3 separate regions of the Mus musculus genome follow, and regions 2 and 3 are each linked to region 1. The links are chromatin contacts, called in public Hi-C maps. All regions are on one chromosome and are shown on one strand. Each heading gives the region's core, a stretch centred on a gene start, on an enhancer-like site or on the middle of the called end of the contact. The rest is flanking DNA. Distances are from core to core; before and after follow the strand shown. Region 1 holds the start of Elfn1 (leucine rich repeat and fibronectin type III, extracellular 1). Region 2 overlaps Elfn1 (leucine rich repeat and fibronectin type III, extracellular 1). Region 3 has its middle 24 kb from the start of Gm38727.

Region 1 (4,797 bases), core at 1,340-3,839:
CACAGTGCCTCAGCAAACAACCTTGCACGGAGTCATATATCACTTTTCATTCGTGACAAGCATCTAGAGGACACATTCCTAGAAGAACATGCCAGGCACAAGGGTGTGTGGCTTCTCGGAATATGGACATTCTCACAAGAGTTCCCAGAGTGTCTACTATGGCCTCAGAGTAGCTGTGAAACCTGCTACCCTTTGGGGGTGAAACATCATGTTGAGCTGTCCCTGGCATTCCTGTGGTGATGTCTCATTTGTCAAGAAACCCTTTCCCCCATTCCTTTTCTGTTAGTTATCTCTGTCCACTTTTGGTGTCCTTGTCAATTTTTTTCTTATTGGGTTGTAAGAGCTCTTTATATATGAGGAAACTGACCCTCGTGTTTCTTTTGTGGCTTTGGGCTCTTCTGGGGGTTGTGGATGGAACTGTGAAGTTCTGGGTATCAGAGGGATGGACACCAATTTTTTCTCTAGGCATTTTTATTTTTGTAGTGTGTAGAAATGCTTTTCCATATTCCAGCTTTCTGCAGAAGTAAGATCTCAGTGGATAGAAAGTTATCTCGACCTGCTGGTTGGGCCTCTGGTCAGCCTGCAGAAATCATGTGGGCAGCTCTAGCTTGGGGTCCCATGTGTGCCCAATTGGAGAGGGCCCACCCCTCTCAGACTGTTCTAGGCCCCTTCACCCTCAACTCAGGAAAGACAGCTGTCATGGCTGCATCTGGCCCAGTCTATAGGCAACCTTGTCAAGGAGGCCTGTGTATGTTGCATGTGTGTGTGTTGTGAGTAGATGTATATGCAGGAACCTTGTTTGGGAGCAAATAATAATAATAATAATAATAATAATAATAATAAAGCCAAGGGTAAGCTGGGCCTGCTGGTACATGCCTATAGTTCTGGCACTCAGGGGTCTAAAGCTAGACACTGGAGTCCCAGGCTGGCCTGAGCTACAGAGTAAGAAGACAAGAGGAGGAGGGAGAGGGGAGGCAGATGTAAAAGAGAAAAGGGGGAGGAGGTGGCAAAGAGGTAAAAGAGAGGGAGGGCTTTCTTCTCTTTGTTGGGACCCTGTCAGATAGACCCCAGGATAGACATCTTTGCCTTTCTGGAATGATGTTTGCAGTCGCACACCACTACAGAAACCCAGGTATGGACCGGGGGTTTGTGCAACCCTGGAGCAGGCTGGGGTGCCTTGGCGACTGAAGCCCTACTCTATAACTTCTTGGTAAGGTTCCTGGTTGTGGGGAGGGGGGAGGCGTGGGCGTCGGCAAAGATGTGTGTGAACTTCTGCCAGAACTTCATGTTCTTCATGAGGGTGGGCTAAGGGGTGAATTATGGGGTGTGCCCGTTAGGTGTGAACCTGCTCTGCAAACGTGTGGGTGCAACATACATAGTGTCCACCCTGGGTCATGTACACATGCCTGCTAGTGACATGGCTCAGGAGAATGGGAGAGGAAGGGAGGAATGGGGGCGGGGCGGGAGATGAGAGAACCAGGAGAAAGCTCTGGCCTCATCCCCGTGGCTCTGGCCAGGGGTTAGCTTGTGGCCTTCCCAGCTTGAGGGGTGCCTGGCTTGTTTTTTGTTTTTTGTTTTTTTGAAGGGCCCGGCAAAAGCTACCCTAAAAGCAGGCTTTGGAGCCTTCAGTCCCGGCTGGATTCTCTTGAGGTCTGAGCAAGGGTAGACCCACAGCTCTGTCCTTGACCACCATGCTCTGTGTCTAAGAATCCACCGGAAAGACGATAGAGCCTCCTCTACCCTCAGTCCCTAACTGGAATCTCACTCCTCAGGGTTCCAAAGGAAAAATGGGGCTGGGGAAAGCCTAGGATCGGCCAAGTGTGGGCTGCCTGCCGGTGCTGCAGGCTGGATCTAGTCGAGTCGCAGGACAGGCCACAGGACCCGAGCTCGGGAAGCTCCTGGTCCTCTGGCCGCGCTACTCCAAGGTTCAGGCTATTCCCATGCTGGTCCCTGGTGGTCTGGCAACCCAAGGGACAAGTCCCCGCCCCCAGCCTCTCCTCGCCCCTTACTATGTATACTTGGCTGCACTCTGCGGCTCCAGTCCCCTTCGTTGGCATTGTGTCCCGAAGCCTGGCTCTTGAGAGTGCTCCAGCTCGGAGGAGGCGTCCAAAAAGGGTTGCACCCACTCTGCCCAAAGGGGGGTCCTTCAGCTCCGCAAGCGCACGGAGGCTCGAAAGCTGTGCGCAAGGCCTTAGCCCGGCGAGGGCGCTCTTGAACTTGATTTTGATTTTCAACCCAAGGCCAAAGCTACCGCCTGGGGAAGGGGCGCGGTAGGGAATGGGATACCAGCGGGCTCAGTCAGTGTTCCTGGAACCATGGGGGTGGGGGGTGGGGGTGGGTGGGAGGGTGGACAGCCCCAGAGGGATGACTTGGATCCCCGGAAAGCACACATTAACTCCCCCCCCCCACACACACAGAGGCTAGTGGGAGGGGAATCCACTACTCGGAACCTTCCGGGAATGGGAAGGTGCCAGGCTGATCTCACGCCTCCCGGCCTCTCAGCCCAAGGGGGTGGTGACATACAATGCAGAGAGGAGGGACTGTGAAGGGGGTCGGTGACCTTAGGAGAGAGCAAGTCCCTGGTGGGAAGAGAGAATGTTGCATCTCGGAGGGCCTGACAACCTTGTACCATCTCTGATTCTCCCCTCCCCGCCGCCCGCCCCGTGAAACAATCGTCCCTGCGGGTGGAGCTGTGACACGCGCGCTTACATAGGGTCTGACTTCGGGGTCAACTTCTACATGGCTTCCTGCGGGTGCGTGTGTGTGCACAGGCGTGACTGTACGCGCGTGCACATCTCTGCCTCTCGTACCCACCTCCCATCGCCACGAAGGGTCCCAACCCCATGACACTCGGGGACTTGGGCTCCACGGCTCTTAGCTCAGTGGCCTGGGACGCGGGCAGGGGACGCAGGCAAAGCCAGGAAAAGGAGGCGAGGCTGTGTTGCGGCGTCCTGAGATGTCCCCCCGGCTCCAGCCAACTTCCCCTCAGGGAGCCTTGATCCCCTCCCGGGGCAACCTATGGACGTGCAGCGGCCCCCGCCCCTGCTCCGGTCCCCTCCCCGCGCGGCTCCCACGTCCGACCTGCCTCGCGCTCACAAAATGAACCACCGCCTCGCGTCGCCGCGGCCGCTGCCGCCGCGCCCGCTCCCGAGCTCGAGAGCCGGAGCCGCCCGGCCCCTTCGGCGTCGCCGGCGCCGCGGCCGCCCCGCCTGCCCGGCCGGTCCGGGGCTGCTCCGATCGCGCGGTCCCCGGCTCTTGACGCAGTGAGCGCCGCAGCCCGGCTCCCGCAGGCTCCTCTCCGCTCCCGGCGAGAGGCCGATCCTCAAGCCCGGCGGGCTCCGGGAGGGGCGGGCAACGCGGGAGGGGGAGGAGGTCTGTCTGGAGCCAGCAAGAACCCCGAGGAGGAAGAGGAGGAGGAAGCAGGGGCAGCCGCCGCCGCCGCCGCCACCGCCACCGCGGCGCTCCGGGGACTTCGGCGCGCGTGCTCTGCTAGCCGGTGATCGAGCCTTCAACCCTGGGGGCCACAACCCCGTTCAGGTAGGAAGGGGTGTGCAGCGAGTGGTGGTCCCCTCTGCCGCAGACGTGGGGTCCACAGGTCCCCGCCCCTGGAGGGGGAGGGGCAGGAAGGATACGCTCTCGCCGGCTTCCCGGGTGGCGCGGGAGTCCCCAACGGCTCCCGCAGCCCTGGTTGCCCCTATCGCCTCAGTCCCCCTCGCCGTGTCCTGGCCGTCCGCACCTGGACCGAGTCCCCTCTTCACCCGGGGGGTTTCAGATGCAGCGCGTTTAGTCTGAGGCTCCAGGGCGCCCTCCACTCAGCCGCCTTCCCAAAACCCGAAGTTCTCGATCGCCGATCTCTGGCTGGACAAACTTCCCTCCCGACTCCGCCGATCGGAGCGCCTGGGCTTGGGTCCCCTGCCCCCACCTCGGATTAGGAAGCACCACCGAGGACCCGAAACTTTGCTGAGCGTGCTGCCTAGGCCGTGGTGGGGTCGGTCTGCTGTAGGGTGCATGGGACGGCCTTAGTGCCCCAAGTTGGCCCAGAAGCTGCCCCCCCCCAGTCCGAATACCTCCACTCGTAGTTCAAAGAGGAGAAAAAGTGGGTGGTGGGACCTCGCCTTCGTTCTGCACACTGGTCTCCAGGCGCTGGAGCCGTGGGGAGGGTAATGTAAGACCCGCACCCCCACCCCAGCCGGGTGCCGGGGCTCTGTCCAGCTCCCTGGAAGGAACTGGCTTCTAGTTATTAACAGGCGCCTTTGACAAGAGCCTGTAGGGACTGGGAAAACCACTGGCTGCGAGGTGCTTCCAGACCCCAGCCAGAGACTGACCCTCCTCAGTTTTCATGGGTCCCATTCCGTCGCCTGCCCTCCCCTTTTCTTCTACTCATTCCCCTCAGACTTTGAGGTGTCACCTCCCACTCCCCTAACTTTTTCTCTTCCCAGATAAGCCTGCTCTGAACTGTGACTACCTGGGGTCATGAGCCCAGGTCGATGTCTCAACATCCAAACATCCTTTCTGCACCCCCATCCCACCCCCATACACACAAGGGGATGGGAGTGAAATCTCCCGGGCCAGCCTGCTAGGCATGAACGGGATCATCCCCAGCCAGTTTCGAGTCCTTGCGACCCATCGCCCACGCATGACACATTCACCAGCAGCTGCCTAGGGGCTGTGGTGAGCAGACAAGCTCTCTCTATGGAGAGCTTGCGAAGATCCCAGAAGGGTTTGGAGGTGAAGTGCTCTGTTCCCTGTGAGGGAAGAAGCCAGTGTCTTCTTGCCCCACCCCCCAGTGTCTCCTTC
Region 2 (4,797 bases), core at 611-3,110, 57 kb after region 1:
CATCTGAAGGCTAGAGGCTCATCTACGACCTCAGCTCAGAGTGATGCTTCCAGATCTTTTTTTTTTTTTTAAATAAAAAATATCGTATTTACTCAGAATGTCAACAAAACAGCCACAATTTTTTTTTTTTTTGCAATTACAGAGTGGTATTCAGTTAACAGAACAACAATTATCTTTGTATAAGCTGCATCAGAGACAACTGAAGATGAAAAAAATAAAACCCAAAAATAAAACCAAAAGAAAAACAAAAACAAAAACCAAACGGTCCCCATAGATAACTAATTTGTGCTGTGCACCAACAAGAACCTGCTTTAAATTTCCATGCCAATTCACAACCCCCAGACTGTACCAGGCAAGGTTAGTGGCTATTGAAAATACCACCAGGACAGGGCTATCTAAAGACACATTCAGCAGTGTGTTAACTATATAAAAAAAAGACACTGTACAGTTTAGAAACAAATCTTACACAGCCTTACATTTCTTTTTCTTTTTTCTTTAAAAGGAGTGAGTTGTGTACAGGGGGGTTAAATGCTTTATAGACAAGAAAAAAACTGCGCTAGAACCAACTTATTCATCATCTTCTTCTTCATCTTCGTTTCCTCTTCTTCCTCCTCTTCCTCTTCCTCCTCCTCATCTTCCTCTTCCTTTTCTTGCTCTTTTCAGCCTTGACCACCCCCTTTTTCGCTGCATCAGGTTTTCCTTTAGCTCTGTAGGCAGCAATATCCTTCTCGTACTTCTCCTTCAGCTTGGCAGCCTTCTTCTCACAGGGCTGCTTGTCATCCGATGCAGTGTTGTTCCACATCTCTCCTAGTTTCTTTGCAACATCACCGATGGATAAGCCAGGATGCTCACCTTTGATTTGGGGGCGGTACTCAGAACAGAACAAGAAGAAGGCTGAGAGAGGCCTCTTGGGTGCACTGGGGTCCTTGAACTTCTTTTTGGTCTCCCTTTTGGGGGGGATGTAGGTTTTCATTTCTCTTTCACAACGAGCCTTGTCAGCCTTTGCCATATCTTCAAATCTCCCCTTGTCTTTAGCAGACATGGTCTCCAGATCTTTAGTGCATGAAAAATTGCCAAGGGGCTGAGGGCACAAGGGTCAGCGTGACCTGGTGAGTAGCTTGTGGATGGTCACTGTGTCTGTACCCAGGCCTGGGTGGTAGACTACAGTGAGATCTGGCCCACGTTGTCTTTGGGTACCAGCCAGCCTCCTACAGTATAATTCCTGGCCCTTCCACCAGGTCAATAGCAAGCCCCCAAATAGGATCAGAGTTCTTGAGGTCAGGAGAATCAGAAAGGGGCTTTCTGGAACTCAGGGGCTCTCAGAGGTCAGCAGAACTCTAGTAGAGAACAGCAGACCTCAAACCAGCCTTCTCTCAAAACAACTGGAAAGATTCAGGTCAGACTAAAGATAGAACCTCCTGGCTGCCAGAGTTATGGGGGGTGTGATGGGACACCCAGGCCCATGGTTGCTTTTAAATGAGTCTCTCTGTCTGATGATGGGGACCGTGGCAGAGTTCCTGGAGAGGGTCACACACTGTCTGTCATCTTCAGGGACCAGCCTGGCACCCTCCTCCAAAGATGCCTGCCAGCGCTTGAACAGGGAGCCTTTGCGGACTGATTTCTCCCTCCAATGGTGCAATACATCATCTTTTTTAATTTAAAAAGATGCCCGGTGGAAGCTTCAGAGACCATTAAGTGTTTGGGTCCCTAATTAACTTCAGAGCAGCCTGGAGCAGCAAAGGGAGGGAGGAAGGGAGGGCCACAGGGAGTGATCGGGGCCCCAGCTCTAGTTGGGAAGGAAACCGCAAACTAGGCTCTGCTCCCTGCATCTCCAGGCTGGGGCCTCTCGGGGGATGTTGGCTGCCTTATGCATCTGGCTCCAGCTCCACAGTCCCCTGTGGAAGTTTGGAGTGAGTCAGGAGACTACTTATCTGCAAATTGCCTGCCGAAGTCTTTTGCTGGTCACTGGTTCCTGGCTGGCTTTCCCTCTCTGAGCTTCTCCTTCTCCCTCTCCCTTCCTCCCTTCCCTCCATCCCCACCCTCTGTCTGGATGGCTTTGGCATCCAGTAGATGCTCAATAAATGTAGATGGGGCAGGGAGCTGTCCTGGCTATGTGTTTGCAGAGTGTTCCTGCTCTGAGTAGATGGGTCAAGACCAGAGGTTCTCCCGAAAGGTCATCTGACATTAGACAGTCTCCCTGTCATCTTGACCCTCCTTAGTGATCTCTGAGCTCTCATAGGGAGGAGCATAGCATGGGCAAGTATATTGTCTCCAGTCCCTGGCCAATCGGAGGACAGGGTGTGCCCCACCTGACCCTGTGACCAAGCCCAAGGATCCAGACTGCTGATTTAGCCATTTTTAACTCCTGGCCAGGCTGAACTTGAACTGGTGACAGGGGAAGGGGGAAGGGATGCTGGGTGTATAGGCAAGGCCCAGGCAGCCTTTGTGGGCTAGAGTGGTCCCTGGGCCTTTCCTATCTCTCCACCCACACTGCTGTACAAGGTCTCTCTCCACTGCCTCCTTAGATTAAGGAGGGTCTAGAAAACTGTCCAGAAAGAGCAGAGAAAACGCCCTGTACAAACGTCCTAGAAACCTTAAATAACAAGGCGCAGGCTTCCTTATCATCACCCCAGGAGGGAGGGCCAAGCTCATCTCCACTTGACAGAGTGGGAAGGTGAATGAAGCTCAGAGAGGGTCATTAAGTTTCCCAAGGTCACCCAGTCAGAGCTTAGCCAGACCAACCTTAGCGCGTCAACCCGAGCAGAGGAGCAAGGGAGCAGGCTGGCCCCTGTCTGCTCTTGGCCAGGCTGGGTCCGTGCAGCCTCAGCCTCCCAGGCCTGCCCATCATAGCCCGCGGGCTCTGCCGCAGAGCGTTGCCGGACAGTTCTGGCTGGAGCCCTGCTGCAGAGGCAGGCGGGCACTAGCAGTAAACATGATCTATTGGCAAAACATTGGGACAGTGAAAAGTTATCGATCGATAGCTTTCCACCCATCTTTATGCGTCCCCGCCCTGGCCCTCGGCCCGGGCTGCCCCTGGGGGTGCAGGATGCGGAAGCAAGTCCACTCCACTTGGCTCGGATCCAGCTCTGGCCTGGCTGCATTTCTGGCTCCATGATTGAAGATGGGGCCCATATTTTTAGACACACGTGATCAGTCCTATTCGTCCGCCATGATTATACAAATCAGACCATAAGAAGTTTAAAAACCTGGAACACCACACTGAAATTCATCATCAGTGAAGGGCTGTGGGGTTGGGACAACATTACAAACACAGTTCAGTCTGTCATCCCCACCGTGTCGTGGGCTAAAGAGGTCCTGTGTGCGTATGTGTGTGTATGCATGTGTGTGTGTGTGCATGGTTGTGTGTGTATGTGTGTGTATGCATTGTGTATGTGCATGGTTGTGTGCGTGTGTGTCTCTGTGTGTATGTATGTCTCTGTGTGTGTGTGCATGCATCTGTGTGTGTCTGTCTGTCTGTCTGTGTGTATGCGCATGTGTGTGTGTGTGTGTGTGTGTGTGTGTGTGTGTGTGTGTGCATGTGTTCAACAGTCATTCCCGGACACCAGGCTCTGGCCCTTTCACTGTATGAATAACCCTGCAGGTACCCAAAGAGACTCAGATGGAAAAACAGGCCTGGGTTTAGAAATGAGAGGCTTGGCTTGACTCCTCACTCTCAGTTTCTCTGGCCCCTGACTACACCTTTGTTGTAAGAGGAGAGAAGTGGCGAGGAGCAGAGAGGGGAAGAACTGGACAGGAACTAAAGCCACACGTCCCACCTCTTATTACCCGGGTCCTCCCCCAATTCTGCCCATGAAGCCACTCACTGTAGCCAGGGATACTACTTGGCACTGACTACTCTGCCCTCCAAACACCCCACACCCCCTAAAGAGTGAGGGCTCTGATCACATGACCTTGTACCCTCGACCCCTCCCTTGTTGGGGGTGCACATCCTCCTTCCTGCCTACTGGTTTTATCTGCTAAGGCCTTCCATTGAATGCCCTGCCCAGCAGCCGTGGCCCAGATGCATCTCTCCTGCTCTCTTCTCTCCTGCCGGGCTGTGTTCATGGTTCTCTGAGGGTCCTCTGCTGTGCTTACACTCTATGCTCAGCTTCCCCCTGCTGTGGAGAGAACCAGGCACAGAGCAGGCTATGGCAGGAAGTTGGTTTGCTTGCTGCCCAGGCCTGTCAGTCTGTGAGTCGGGTGTCTAATGAGAGTCCATCAGAAAAGCCTCTTCATCCTCTGATTGCTCCTAGGGAATCATTGGATGATGCTCCTTTGGCCTGTGATAGATCCTCTCTCCCTCTCTCCCTCCCTCTCTCCCTCTCTCCCTCCCTCTCTCCCTCCCTCCCTCTCTCCCTCCCTCTCTCTCTCCCTCCCTCCCTCCCTCCCTCTCTCCCTCCCTCCCTCCCTCCCTCCCTCTCTCCCTCCCTCCCTCCCTCCCTCTCTCCCTCCCTCCCTCCCTCCCTCCGTCTCTCCCTCCCTCCCTCTCTCCCTTGTTCCTTCCTTCTGTATGTGTACATATGAATGCAGATGTGTATGCGCGCATGTATGTACTGCACACAGAGGTCAGAAGTCAGCCTCTATTTTTTTTTTCTTTTTGAGACAGGGTCTCACTAGCCCGGACCTCGTGGATTCAGCTGAGCGATCTGGCCACCAAGCCTCAGGGACACTCCTGTCTCTGCCTCCCCAGCACCATGGTCACACACCTAGCTTTTTAGGTTACAAGGCTCTGGATCCAGCTCTTCACGTTCACATGGAAAGTGCTGTAGCAACTGAGCCATCTCCCCCTGGGACATT
Region 3 (4,797 bases), core at 1,123-3,622, 47 kb before region 1:
CACATTCACAAGAGGACACATCTACATACATACTTAGATACATGCATGTATGTGCATATACACAAACACATGCATATGCACACACATGCACATATACAAGCACATACATAAACCACACATAAACACACACACCATGGCTACCCATCATACTGTCTTTCAGCCCTGAGACTGGAGCTGGCCCAGCCCCAGGCCCTGCTGGTACTGCCTTAGTGAAGTATGCTGATTCTTGCTTTGGAGGGCACGTGGGAAATCCACGGAGGGAAATTTGTAGAAGAGATTAAACTGACAGTAGGGCTGATGATATAGGTGATGCTCAAACTATCCAATATTGCCTGAGTAAATTAGAAGAATAAAATCAGATTTATCCTCAGCAAAGTTGAGGCAATTTTAATGGAACAAAGGAGTCTGAGTAGAAACAGAAGAAATTTGAAACAACATTGGCATGAAGGGGGCTGGAGGTAGCTCGCATGCCAGCCTGAGGCATTGGAGTGAGCAGTCCAGTCAGTCAGCGCTCTAGCAGAGCTACTGTACCCTCTTGCTTGAGGCCCTGTGGCAAGAGACAGGAGCCTTTGGCCTTGTTTGGCCCTTGGTAGTCATGGGTAGTAGGGGCTGGGCTTCAGGTCCCAAGAGATACCAAAGATATACAGGCTTTTAAACACACATAAAAGAGATACTCAGACATACAGGCTTGGCATAGCATGTACATCCGCTTCATCTTCAGCGCTTACTGCATGCCCACTGCATGCTCACTGCACACTCACTGTGGCCCACTGCAAACCACTGCAGCCCACTGCATGCCCACTACACACCCACTGCATGCTCACTGCAGCCCACTGTAAGCTCACTACAGCCCACTGCACTCCCACTGCACATCCACTGCATGCCAACTACATGCTCACTGCATGCCCACTGCATGCCCAAAACACTTTATAATTGATTTTTAAAAGGGGGCTGGAGAGGTGTCTCCATCCAGCGTAGGGATCAGGTTTGATCTTCATCATAGGCTTAAAAGGCCAGGTATGGTGGCCCACACTTGCAAGACCCCCACTGAAGAGACAAGTGGATCTCTGGTGTTCCCTGGACATCTAGTGTAGCCAAATCTGTGAGCCTTGGGTGCCAATGACAAGGATTTTCTTAAAAACAATGTTGATCCACTGAGAAATGGGTCAGTGGGAAAAAGAGTTTGGGAATTAATACCAGTGATCTGAGTTTGATCCCCCCAATGGCATATATGGCATATTTATGGAAGGAGAGGGCCAGTTCCACGAGGTTGTCCTCTGACGTCTCACATGTACACCGTGGCACATGCATATCCCATCCCTCCTCCTCTCTACCTCTCTCTGAGACATACACTAAACAAGTAGGGATGGCTCCTGAGGAACAACATCCAAGGTTGACCTCTGGGCTTCACTCTACACCTGTACACACCCAGCTGCACACACATGAACGTGTGAACACACATAAAAGTGTGTATGCAACAATGTCGATGTGGGGCTGGAGAGATAGCTCAGTGGTTAAGAGCACTGACTGCTCTTCCAGAGGTCCTGAGTTCAAATCCCAGCAACCACATGGTGGCTCACAACCATCTGTAATGGGATCTGATGCCCTCTTCTGATGTGTCTGAAGACAGCGACAATGTATTCATATACATTTTTTAAAAAAAAGTGATGTGAACAATTAGAGGCTGTGTCAGGGTTTCTGGATCATACTGTAGGGACACACAAGGGCTCCCGGAAGAATCCCTGGGCTGGGTTGTCCCTTGGTTCTGGACAATGTAGCTCAGTGGTTCTTAACCTTCCCGATGTTGGCACCCTTTATAGTCTCTCATGTTTCGGTAACTTCCAACCATAAAATTATTTTCCTTGCTACCTCATAACTGTAATTTTGCCACTGTTATGAATCCTAAGGTAAATATCTGATATGCAGGATATCTGATAGGTGCCCCCTGTGAAAGGGCTTGTGAGCCACAGGTTGAGAACTGCTGATGTAGTTGGCCTTTCAGGGCTTGTGGTGGGCAGCTCCGCACTCCCTAGCAGGAGACCTTTGTCTTCCTGTAGGACTGACCACACAAAGAATGCTGCCTGCCAATGAGCCTGAGTCCCAGCTGGAAAAGTGAATGCTTTAATGACAGAGGGAGGGAGGGAGGGGAAAAGGAGGGGAAGGAAAGGAGGGGAAGAAGTGAAAAAGAGGAAGTGGGAAGGAAGAGAGGAGGAGGGGAGTCCTTATCCACGAACAGAACCATTTTTTCCAGGGTGGGGCATACAAGGTCTGGGTCTCTCATCACCCACACAGAGAGTTGCAGTGGATGGAGCTGGCTGAGGAGACCTAGCGGTGAGGTGGAGTGGGTAGCTGAGCCCAGGGCTCCGGGAGGGACAGAGCGGGAGGATGGGTCTTCACAGAGCAGCACAGCAGCATTAATGACAGTCTGGTGTCAGCCAGGCCCCACAGCTCTCCCCACACTGGCATCTCCAGCGGCCCCATGCCAATTAAAGATGAGTCGAGCATAGCTTTCGTTAGCTTCCAAATCGTCAAGAAGCCAATTAGAGGCGCCTTAGATCCACTTGACCGCGTCTGCCGATTGCCAGCCTAGGGGGACTGCTGAGGCGGGGTGGCCCAGCCAGGCTGGGGCTGTACTAAATTGGCCTGAGAAACTGGATTCAGGCATCACTCTGCCTTCTGGCGTCTCCAGTGTGGTCCCAGGTTTGAGGTACCTTCCTCCTGGAGTGGGATGGGCTAGCTTAGGGAGAGGTCCCTGAGAGGCAGTTCTGAATGCCCTATGCCAGGGTTGGCAGTCAGGTCAAGTTTATAGCAGGAGAAACGGGGGACCATGGAGGATAAGACCATTGTGTCACCGAAAGACTCTGTAGAGGACACCTCTAATCTAAGTGGCTTCTTATCTATCTAGATGTTTGTTTTGCCTTTTTGAGACAGGTTGGACTTGAATCTATTGTGTTTTAGCCCAAGCTGGCCCTGAACTCATGGCATCCTTCTGGCTCAGCTTTTCCCAGTGTCGAGATTACAGGAATATACCATCATACATATTCCTCAAGAGACGCTCTAATTCTTCAACAGCAAAGACTGTGAAAGTACCCTGCTGTCACAGGTCCTAGAAGGAAAACGGTGCCCAGTTAGACTTGCTGAGGTAAGAAGGAGTTTCCTGGAGAACTGCACATACCAGGGGCCTGGGACACATGATGGCTTCACTGCATACCTGTGACTCTTTTTTTTTTTTTTAAAGATTTATTTATTATTATATGTAAGTACATTGTAGCTGTCTTCAGACACACCAGAAGAGGGAGTCAGATCTTGTTACGGATGGTTGTGAGCCACCATGTGGTTGCTGGGATTTGAACTCTGGACCTTTGGAAGAGCAGTCGGGTGCTCTTAGCCACTAAGCCATCTCACCAGCCCATACCTGTGACTCTTAGCACACGCAGTTCCATTAGGAACAACTTCTTTGGGGATGGGGTGAAAGCTGCAGAGACAGGGCCCTTCAGAGCTCAGAGCTTCAGGTTACCTGGGGAAGGTCTTGCTTCCACTGGAAAAACCAGCCTGGAAAGTTCTGTGGTTGGTGGATGGCTGGGTGCTCAGTGGAGTCACAAGTGACAGATCTGAGCACTTAGAGACAGGAGCCAAGATGGTGGCCAGTGCCGGGAACCACACTCCAGGGAGGCAGGGGCTGAAGGAGCTTGGTCTGAGACTGTCCCAAAACATGTAGTGAGATCTGGGGGCTGCAGACATGACTCAGTCCATGAGGTGTTTGCCATATAAGCACAAGGACCGAGCTCCACCCACAGAACTCGTGTAAGACGTGGGCTATAGTGGTCATGCATAGTTGTGACCCAGGGATGGGGAGGCAGACACAGGAGAAACCACTGAAACTCATCTAGCAGAATCAGTGAGTTTCAAGGCAGTGGACACCCTGTTTTGAAAGAAATGGTACATCTTGCTTGAGGAACAGTGCCGGAGATTGTCCTCTGGCTCCACACATACATAACTCTCTCTCTCTCTCTCTCTCTCTCTCTCTCTCTCTCTCTCTCTCACACACACACACACACACACACACACCCCATATACATATGCACATACACAACATATATATATATATACCACACACATATAACACACATGCCACATACATAAAGCACATACACATACACATATCACATACAGATGCATACACATATGTACACACATACTACATAAAAATAAATAGAATAAATAGCTCTCATACATACACATGCTATGTACAGAAAACACACACATAATACATATACAACACACCTGACATACACATTCTACATTCTTACAACATACACATCACATACAATTGGCGCATATATGTTACATACATACATACATACATACATACATACAACACACACACCAAGGCAAACTGGGTTACATGAGATTCTGTTTCAAAAAACAAAAAACAAACAAACAAAAACGAATGAAAGAACGAACTTGGTGGTTAGTTGCTTTCTATCCAGTATTCCTCAGCCTGGGCTATGTGCCAGGCACCGCCCCATTCCTAGACAGACAGCTCATGCCAGGAAGCCAGAAACAAAGGGCGTCCCAATGTAGCTGGGAACTCTGAAGCTAAGGTCCCACTGTGCTCTAATTGTGGTGGAGGGGCATCTGTCCACTTGGGCCCCTGTAACAAAAACCTGCAAACAGGAAAATTTATCCATGGGAGACTGTGGTTTCTCACACTTCTGTGGGGTAGAAGTTCATAGCCACCATGCTAAGTGAACTTAGTGTCTGGTGAGGGTGGTGTCCTGCTTCATAAATGGTGTC

What was found. A called contact is a pair of places that touch in the nucleus more often than the background predicts.
Region 2: a contact with region 1 is called in a Hi-C map of the N1E-115 cell line, with 4 times the contacts expected there. The contact joins the enhancer-like site here to the promoter of Elfn1 in region 1. A contact is called at or near these places in 8 of 39 promoter capture datasets (the 3T3-L1 cell line, the C10 cell line, HPC-7-derived erythroid cells and 5 more), 19 of 484 Hi-C or Micro-C datasets (CD4 T cells, the N1E-115 cell line, the Patski cell line and 10 more) and 9 of 115 datasets of contacts at active chromatin or transcription factors (embryonic limb bud, embryonic midbrain, embryonic stem cells and 4 more).
Region 3: a Hi-C map of rod photoreceptor shows a contact between it and region 1, with 2.1 times the contacts expected there. The contact joins the enhancer-like site here to the promoter of Elfn1 in region 1. A contact is called at or near these places in 13 of 39 promoter capture datasets (the 3T3-L1 cell line, 3T3-L1-derived adipocytes, the C10 cell line and 9 more), 1 of 15 datasets of contacts at CTCF or cohesin (the NIH/3T3 cell line), 7 of 484 Hi-C or Micro-C datasets (embryonic stem cells, nephron progenitors, neural progenitor cells and 3 more), 4 of 115 datasets of contacts at active chromatin or transcription factors (double positive thymocytes and embryonic stem cells) and 1 of 9 other capture datasets (liver).

The regions. Positions count from the first base shown.
Region 1 is chr5:139,905,277-139,910,073 of GRCm38.p6, forward strand. It overlaps Elfn1 (leucine rich repeat and fibronectin type III, extracellular 1), which reads left to right and starts at 2,590. Exons shown (of 2, transcript NM_001384186.1): 1 at 2,590-3,537.
Region 2 is chr5:139,962,726-139,967,522 of GRCm38.p6, forward strand. The region is part of intron 1 of Elfn1 (leucine rich repeat and fibronectin type III, extracellular 1); the gene reads left to right. Among named protein-coding and RNA genes, the nearest start is that of Elfn1, 57 kb to the left of the region's middle. Within about 2 kb of position 1,861, at least 19 of the 459 cell types and tissues checked have an H3K27ac peak or open chromatin away from gene starts, as enhancers often do. A contact at or near this core is called in the N1E-115 cell line and rod photoreceptor, where this site is marked.
Region 3 is chr5:139,858,414-139,863,210 of GRCm38.p6, forward strand. No RefSeq gene overlaps it. Among named protein-coding and RNA genes, the nearest start is that of Gm38727, 24 kb to the left of the region's middle. Within about 2 kb of position 2,373, at least 14 of the 459 cell types and tissues checked have an H3K27ac peak or open chromatin away from gene starts, as enhancers often do. A contact at or near this core is called in rod photoreceptor, where this site is marked.